Linked DNA regions of Gossypium arboreum: region 1 is linked to region 2. Evidence: chromatin contacts called from public Hi-C data. All regions are on one chromosome and are shown on one strand. The core of a region is the stretch at or near the end of the contact, and the rest is flanking DNA. Distances in the headings are between cores, read along the strand shown. Region 1 holds the start of LOC108461395 (protein DNA-DAMAGE INDUCIBLE 1). Region 2 holds the start of LOC108461645 (vacuolar cation/proton exchanger 5-like).

Region 1 (4,169 bases), core at 1,389-3,888, 180 kb before region 2:
GATGCAACATTAAGCATAATGAGCAAGTAAAGAATTGTAATAAATGAGACATGTGATGAGGATAACTTATTGGACAAATTTCATATAAAAGCAACCAAAAAGGAAAAGAAGATTACGAAGTGTTTTATACTAGAAAAACAATTGACATACTACCTTAATTGGAGCAACATGAATTCGTCCTAGTATCTCGGATTGACCAACTCCATGAGCAATACCTTTATACCTTTGATCCATAAGCCTCAGCAATCTGGAGGAAACAACACCAAAACAGCAAGACTAGTATCAACAAAATTGCCCTTTTCAAGAAGCCAGACACAATGTAAATTACAAGCCCCCACACCTTCTCCATGTAAGGAGGGACAGGAATATTTCAATGACTAATGCAATTAAGCTACGATGACTTCTATAGCAGAAGGAACTTTCTAGATATCAAAAAGGCAAAACGTTAGTAGTACATACCCACATCGCTCAGCACAGCTTTTAGAAATAATTGTTGACTGGGCACCACTATCAACAAATGCCTAAAAAAAATTATAAAGTAAAAAAAATTAGTATTCTCAGAATCCTGTATTCAAACATCAAGAGTATATACAAATAAAATAATGCAAAATTTCAACTAGAAAATCAATAAACAACTGCAGAAGTGTTCCTTGGATGTGCACAAAAGAAAGGAAAAGTATCACAAAAGGTATGACGGAAACCATACGCTACAATCTCATAATGGTGATCCTTGTGAAATATGTGTGTGTAAAGGACCTGCCATCTAATTTACCTTCAATGGGACACCATTAACCTCCATGTCCACGTACAGCATAACCTGATTAGTACGACAAGAAGATTACATTCTAAAGGGGAAAAATAATAAATTTAAATGGGTAAACTTCGCAAGGAAAGCGAGCCTACATACCACCCTTGCAAAGCCTTCAGGATTATATTCTAAGGCAGCAGCCCAGTTCTCATCAATCCCTTTCTGCATCAATATTGCAAAAGGTCAAATAGCCAAAATATCATATTGTCCAGGAAAAGGAATCGAGTGCTAAGTATGGAGATACCACAATCCTTTGTCAAACTGTAAATTAATATACAAACACATTTCAAAAGGAAATAAGATACAATTAAGTTAGATTGATCGAATGTTGAGGAAAACTAACCTGCCGAATGGCAGCCTCAATTTTCTTTTGTGCTTCAACATCAAAAGGATCAGCTTGTAGAAGAGCCTATGGGGCAAGATTAAGTAAATGTGCATCAATCAAAGAGATGATCAAGCAAATACAATTTTATCATAAGTATGATCATGCTGTTCTAGTATTTTATAAGTTTTCTCAATAATTTTATCAAATCATGATACATTCACCACTGATTCACAACCAACTAAAGGCATAGACAACTAATATAAGCTACTCACAAGCTCCTCCTCCTCTTGTTGTCGCAATTCAGATCTTCGTTGATGACGAGCTCGGAGAATCTCCTGCAGTTTGTTGAGATCGTTTCCGACAACGGCTTGAGCAAGCTCAGGATCAGTCTGAAATAATTGTCCAATTAGATTAGAATCCTGTCGAATCTGTTGTTGGAAAGCTGCAGGATTCACGGCAGATCCATCAGGATTCAAGCTCAAGTCATTCCTAGATGCACTGCCACTGCATTGACAGTACACATCCATGTTAAAAATCTCATAACAAGCATCCAAGTCAGGTCAGTGATATTTCAACAGATGAGATTAAAAAGAGTCAACGTCAAAAAACAAGATAAGAAAACTACTTGCCTTGAAGCAACACCAGAGACCATCATAACTAGGTCATCATCCTTAACACCCAAAGCACTCAATTTCTCAGAGTTGTTCATTTCCCTTCCATTAAACAACAGTTGCTGCTGCTGCAATGGCACCATAGTCTGCCCATAAAACCCAAACAAGCTCTAACCTATTAGCATAAACTTCGATCCACCTCCAACTCTCAAAACTTCTTTTGGGGAAGGAAGGGATAAAAATTGTATTTTTTATCAACTAACGTAAGCTAATGAATCTCAATAATCAACTTTCAAGAACCCCAAAACTAAGGAAAGACAATGGTTTCAGTTAACCCCCAAAAGGATTAAATAATTTAAAAAGGAAACATAAAGAAAAAAACGGTACTAATCTCTTACCTCAACTTCTAGCAAAGCTTTCAAATTTTCAACCTATTAGAAACAAAGGAAAATACCAAAATCAGCAAAATAAGTATAAAGATTGAGGAAAAAGGGGTAGCTTTCAAAACAAATTCAATCTAATAAAACAAGTAAAAAAAATCAGCAAAAAGGAGTAAAGAATTAAAAGAAGGGATTAAAGGGTGCTTAACAGTTTCATGAGGATCAACATCCAAGCTAAGGATCTGTTCATCTGCAGTCATTACAGTAATTCTCATCCTGGCAGTAGCTTTAGATCTTCTTCGTCTCTTGTTAGCTGAAGGGTTTGATTTTATGAAAGTTTTGGGGTTAACAAATAATTAGTAATATATAAATAGAAGAAAAGAAAGGACTTTAATTTACCTTTGTTTGAATTTACTTTATATTGGATGTTGTTTCTTACGACAGAGTTTCAGTTCCCTTCGCTCTTTTAACTTGTTGTCGAAGTAGGTGCAAGTGATTCTCCACAATGGGGTCTAGAGTTAATCGCTTACATGTCATACTTTTATTGGTAGTCTTCCACTGTACGTTTTCTTTTAGATAAGTATATCAATATCGATTTTGGTCTATGATACTAAATTTAAATTCCTTAAAAAAAAAAAAAGGTAAATATACAGATATTTTTAAGTTTTCTAAATATATGTTATAATTTTAGAATTATAATTAAAATAATAAATTTTGTAAACATTGAGGACTGAATTTATTATTAGCTTAATAAAAAATTGACATTAAATTTTGTTACTCTCTTAGGACAAAAGTAACTAAAATATTTAATTTGAAAAATTAAGTAATTAAACTAAAAATATTAATAGTGGGTGACTAAAATAGAATAAATTGAATAGTTAAGTAATTATGCCTTTTTCTTTTTTATTCATGACATTATTTCAAATGAAGCTTAAAGGTGAAAATACCTCTTTAGTCCTCAATTTCAACATCGAAACGAATTAGTCCTTCTTAAAAAATTAAAACAATTTAATTCTTAAAGATTTCAAAAGTGAGTAACTAAAGACAATTAATCATGAAAATTGATATTTTCTATCAATCGTATGTAGTTTTGATTGATTAATAACAAATTAAGTCATTAATGTTTATATATTATATCAACTTGATCATGATTCTAAAAAATATTTAAAAAATATATAAAATTTTAAAAATTAAAAGATAATATATAAAAACTTTAGCTTAAAATATATATTAAAAAATAAAATTTATAAATTTTGAGAGTTAAAATTATTATTAACTAATAAAATTATGTAAAATTAATAAAAAACTAATATTGTATTTAAAATTGATAGGAATAAAATTTATTTGATTGTTTTAAAGAGGAGGTGAAAAATGATATTGACCGCCTAAACGGGAAAAGTTGAGGTGTTTCAACAATTGAGTTGGGTTCAGACTGTGCGGTTGGATTCAAATTATTAAATAATATAATGGTTCTTATGTCCGATTGCAGAACCTAGCTCCTTTATTCAATCCATGTATTTCCATTGCCTTTTCTAGTTATTCACAACTTCCATCTCTAAACCCAAAAGTTAACCAAGTCTCCATTAGTATTTAGTATTTATTTATATATTATGTAATTTGTTTTATCATAATTCACTTCATATTTTAGTTTTTGTATTGAATTCAGTGACTGATTACTAAGAGAATTTTTAATTTAAATCTTTTATGATTTATAAAATTTTAAATTAATAATAATAAAATAGTATTTTATGTCTAAAATAATAAAAATTTAATTATTTTAATTTTAAAAATTATAAAAATATAAATTATTAAAATTATAAAATTATATTTTATTATTATAAAAATATACAATTTAATTCTGACAAAAAAATCCTGACTCCACTACTGAGTGAATCAGGATGTCTATCCTCCTTCAACTTTTGAAATAATTAAATTGAGTGTTTCAGCTTTGAATTCCAAAAAGTCTATATCCCTCCTAACTTACGCAGAGAGGCCACCTTAAAGAAATCACGTCTTTAAATTGAAGAGTATCACTCAAGAATCTA
Region 2 (4,336 bases), core at 897-3,396:
TGGTGGATGGTTAAAAGTGGATTAGAGGTGAGAAGTAATTTGTTTTAATTTTATTTCACCGTCCTTAGTAAATATGAGTTTAAATTTGTAAATTTGTAGAATAATATTGTTTCTTCCTACAGGAACCAGCTTCGGAATATGTTGAGCCCCGAGTGAGCCCTTATAGACTTGCTGCTCATCTTACTTCTGCATTCGTTATTTACAGTGGCCTGTTCTGGACTGCTCTCTCTGTTGTAATGCCTGAACCTCCTGCCGAGTCATTAGCCTGGGTTCAAGGTGCTGCCAAACTCAAGAGGCTTGCAATTCCAGTGAGCCTCATTGTAGGCATTACCGCTGTTTCAGGAGCATTTGTTGCAGGAAACGATGCTGTAAGTAACTTATTTTGTTCATTTCTTGCAAATTTTTTCTTTCACAATAACCTTTTTAAAATCATTTGGGGTCTTTTCTGATTAGCAATCTGTGTATCCTTTAATTTCTAGGGCCGTGCATACAATACTTTTCCAAAGATGGGAGATGTGTGGGTTCCTGATAATATATTTGACTTGAAACCAACAATCCGAAACTTATTTGAGAATACATCCATGGTGCAGGTAATTTGTCTTCTCTATTATTTCCTGGTGCTCTTATGATTGCTTAGATAAGAAAATCAATTTAAATGCTGGTATCAGTTCATATATAGAGGGTATAATGCATTTCGTTTTCCAGCTTGACCATCGTATCCTTGCAACTACCACTTTAATCTCCATTTGCGGTTTATGGTGGTCGACCAAAAAGCTCGACATCCATCCAGCTATTCGAACTTTGGTTGGCGCCACTTTTGGCATGGCTGCTCTTCAGGTGATTCTCCTTCATTTAGACCCTGTTTTTTCTTTCAACAGTTTAAACACTAATAACATTATTTTTCATTCTTGTAGGTAACGTTAGGTGTATCAACACTTTTATCATATGTGCCTGTTTCACTTGGCACTGCACATCAGGCAGGGGCCTTGACCCTTTTAACACTGATGCTACTTCTCAATCACACTGTGAGGAGGCCATCAATGTCACTTTTGAAAACACTGCCTCAGGTGACAAAGACAGCTTGGTAGCCATTGTCTTTTAAGTATATTATTAGGTAGATTAATCAAACACTTCGATTTGTCATTTGGTTCACATATCGTTCCATTTTTTAAGGTCATTTTGATTGTAAAGACCTCAACAAGGAGAATGCATACTGATTTGTAATTTCGAAACTTGTTTGCTAGCACTGAAATAAAGTCTTATCGGCATATTTAAGAAAGCTGTACTTTAATTCAATAGCTAGCACGTGTCGTTTGAATGGACTAATGACGGCCACATGGAAGAGCGAAACCCCCACACATAGGTTCCAAGAAAAGCCTGAACAGCACGTCTTTTTAACCTCTTTCGGTTATAAAATCAGAGAATCAAGCCCTTTTTTAAGGGGAAAAATAACCAAAAACAAGAAAAGTTGAGAACAATGGCGGAAAGGAATGTGGTGTATGGCAAGTCAGTGATGTTGGCAGCACTGGCTGGTATGGCGCTGGCTGCACCGCTGCTAGGAATGATGGGGTTCAGCTTCTTGGCAACACTGACACTGCTATTTATAACGTCACCTCTACTGCTGATTTTCAGTCCACTGCTACTATTTGCCGGGTTGGTTCTCATGGGTGCTTTGGTTGGTTTCGGCATTGCTGCAACCATGGCTTTTGCAGGTGTCTCAACTTTGGCATGGATGTATAGAGAGATAAGAGGTAGTTTAGGAGTTGGTTCCAGGAGGGGTCAATTGGTGCCAGGGAGGTATTTGCAGCAAACAATACAGGAGAAATGAATCGCTTGAAACATTAGCCAATGTTCAATACCTGAAACAAGGGCATGGTCTGGTCTGGAAATCATGTACGTTGTGTTGTGTTGAAGTTTCTGTCAGCTTGAAAATGGAAATAAGTTGGTGTAGTGTTGTAAAGTCTCTTTCACATAAATTTAGAAATGGATGTGTTTTTTATTTTATTTTCTGGCTGGCTCAAGACTTGACCCAACAACACCAGACGTTGAACATTGGTCCTTTTTTTCCCATAAAGAAATATTTAGGCAGCATTGTCTGGCTTGACCATGGAAATGGAAACTCACATATTTTCTTTAGAAAAAAGTTAAGGCTTTAAATTTGGGATAAAAGTTAAATAAATATCGTTAATTTAAATCAATCATTACCTTATCATGAATATAGCTTTATGAAATTTGAGATGGGTTTGTATAGTGAAATCTGGATTCATATATTTAAATGTTTCCATTTTTGGAATTTTAGAACAAAATTTGATCAATCAAACAAATACAAATAACAGATTATTTTGAATTAAAATAAAAATGGGGATCCGATCCGCCAGACTACATTACTTAATTTAATCTAACATTAGTGAACTTTTCAAGTTTAACAGTTTTTTTCCTTTGTTTTCTCCAACCTTCAATTTAAGGGGAATTTTCTTTTTTTTCTTTTTTTTAAGAAAGGGAAACAATGAAAGACAGGCAATTCAAATTAGTAGGAAAAATTATACGAAGAAAACGGAAAATCAGAACTTAGCTACACTACATATAACCCCCTAAATACGAAGTTAGAATCCAGTCTCATTCATACGGTCTCGTCGTTAAGGGTTCTCTTTCTTACCAAAAGAAAAAAAAAACAGTATTTTTTTTCTTTTGGGTAAAGAATATTATTTTGTTTCTTTTTTTTTTTTGCAGGGGGTTTTTTATTCATACCCAACTCAGATTTTCTAAAGATTTATAATAAAGGTTAGTCCTTTCTCAGATCCATTGATGTATTGACAACTTTTGTTGGTTCCCCTTTGTTCTGGAGATTGTTTATTTAAGCATTCATAGATGTTAATATTTGATGCTATTTTTGGCAAACAGGAATCTATATTTCTTGTTTCTTTGTTCTGTCTTTATTCTATTGTATGCTATTGATTGTTTGGAAATTTGAATCTGTTACATGTTTTCATTGATTTGATGTAGCTGGTTTCTATTTTTATGCATACAAGTCTTAGAAAACCAATTTCTTAAGTTAGATTTTATTATAGCATGAATTGATAGACAAGTATGGTAGGGGGATAAACTTGAAAGATGAGATCTTGATTTGGAATTTTATTTCATTATTGCAATTTCAGGGTATTGTAAGCGTACTTGCTAATATTATGCTTTTTTTTTCCTTCTTTGGAACAAATTTCAATTGTGCTGTTGTTATTTAGACATTGAGGAATTAAAAACTAAGCACATGGTTTTGTAATGCTTTTATGTTAATGGCCATGGAGAACTTATTGCTCTTTTGATATGTGAAGATGGATTACAAGCTGCAAGTCGGAGTTCAATCCCACCTTGAAGTATGCTATTATTCATTTTTAATGTTTTACCCTTCTCCATTTCTTTCCCCCTACCCTGCATTTCGGGTTGCTAATTTGATCTTTCGAGTTTATTTTACTCTGTGTTTGTAATGTTCTCTTGAAGCAGATGGGATCACTAGAAGATAGGTCAATGCAAGATCTCCATGATGAATGCCTCCATTCCCCTGAAACAGATGCTCGAAAAAATCAGACTACTTATTCAAATGAACCGTTACCATTTTCTGATGGTCGTCTGCCTGCTGGCTGTAATAATATGATAGGACATGGTGTCTATAGGAGCATAAAGACTGTAGTTTTCTCTAATAAACTCAACTTGCTCATGCCTTTCGGGCCTCTAGCAATCCTTGTTCACAAGTTGACTGCTCATAATGTGAGTTTTTGGTTTTGATGCTCTTTCCTCCGTTGCTTTTTTTTTTTTTTTATACATTGTTTAATTGCGAGGTGGATTGTAGGGGTGGGTTTTCTTTCTAAGCTTACTGGGTATAACACCTTTGGCAGAGCGTTTGGGTTATGCTACCGAGTACGCGGTCTTTTTCTTTCATTGAATTTGGTTTTTTGATGCTACTAGTTGTTTTATTGTCACCTTACATTGCCTTTTCTTTTGAATGAATGTAGGCAATTGGCTTTCTACACTGGACCAACAAGTATTACTCTTAATTGTTATGGATTTCTTTTTGTTGTTGTTGTCTAGATTTTTAAAAAAAATGGTCTTTAATTTGTTGAAATCAATTGCAGTTGGTGGTCTTCTAAATGCTACATTTGGGAATGCAACGGAGCTGATTATTTCAATATATGCACTGAAAAGTGGAATGACTCGTGTGGTTCAACTGTCATTGTTGGGTTCAATTTTGTCAAACATGCTCCTTGTTCTTGGATGTGCATTCTTCTGCGGTGGGCTTGTATATCATAGAAAAGAACAAGTTTTTAACAAGGTAAAGACACAGCAG

The links. A called contact is a pair of places that touch in the nucleus more often than the background predicts.
Region 1: a Hi-C map of leaf shows a contact between it and region 2, with 4 times the contacts expected there. The contact joins the promoter of LOC108461395 here to the promoter of LOC108461645 in region 2. A contact is called at or near these places in 4 of 5 Hi-C or Micro-C datasets (all in leaf).

Annotation. Positions count from the first base shown.
Region 1 is chr13:107,827,312-107,831,480 of ASM2569848v2, reverse strand. LOC108461395 (protein DNA-DAMAGE INDUCIBLE 1) reads right to left here and starts at 2,638. Exons shown (of 16, transcript XM_017761237.2): 1 at 2,524-2,638; 2 at 2,334-2,437; 3 at 2,143-2,175; 4 at 1,763-1,890; 5 at 1,406-1,637; 6 at 1,152-1,217; 7 at 908-970; 8 at 773-817; 9 at 460-521; 10 at 154-247. The coding sequence starts at 2,399.
Region 2 is chr13:107,643,912-107,648,247 of ASM2569848v2, reverse strand. LOC108461645 (vacuolar cation/proton exchanger 5-like) reads left to right here and starts at 2,146. Exons shown (of 12, transcript XM_017761545.2): 1 at 2,146-2,781; 2 at 3,327-3,368; 3 at 3,496-3,759; 4 at 3,842-3,909; 5 at 4,005-4,033; 6 at 4,125-4,321. The coding sequence starts at 3,327. It overlaps LOC108461111 (oleosin H1), which reads left to right and starts at 1,406. Exons shown (of 1, transcript XM_017760811.2): 1 at 1,406-2,004. The coding sequence starts at 1,478. The coding sequence ends at 1,828. It overlaps LOC108461110 (cytochrome c oxidase assembly protein COX15), which reads left to right. Exons shown (of 7, transcript XM_017760809.2): 3 at 1-27; 4 at 123-368; 5 at 480-590; 6 at 706-837; 7 at 915-1,279. The coding sequence ends at 1,088.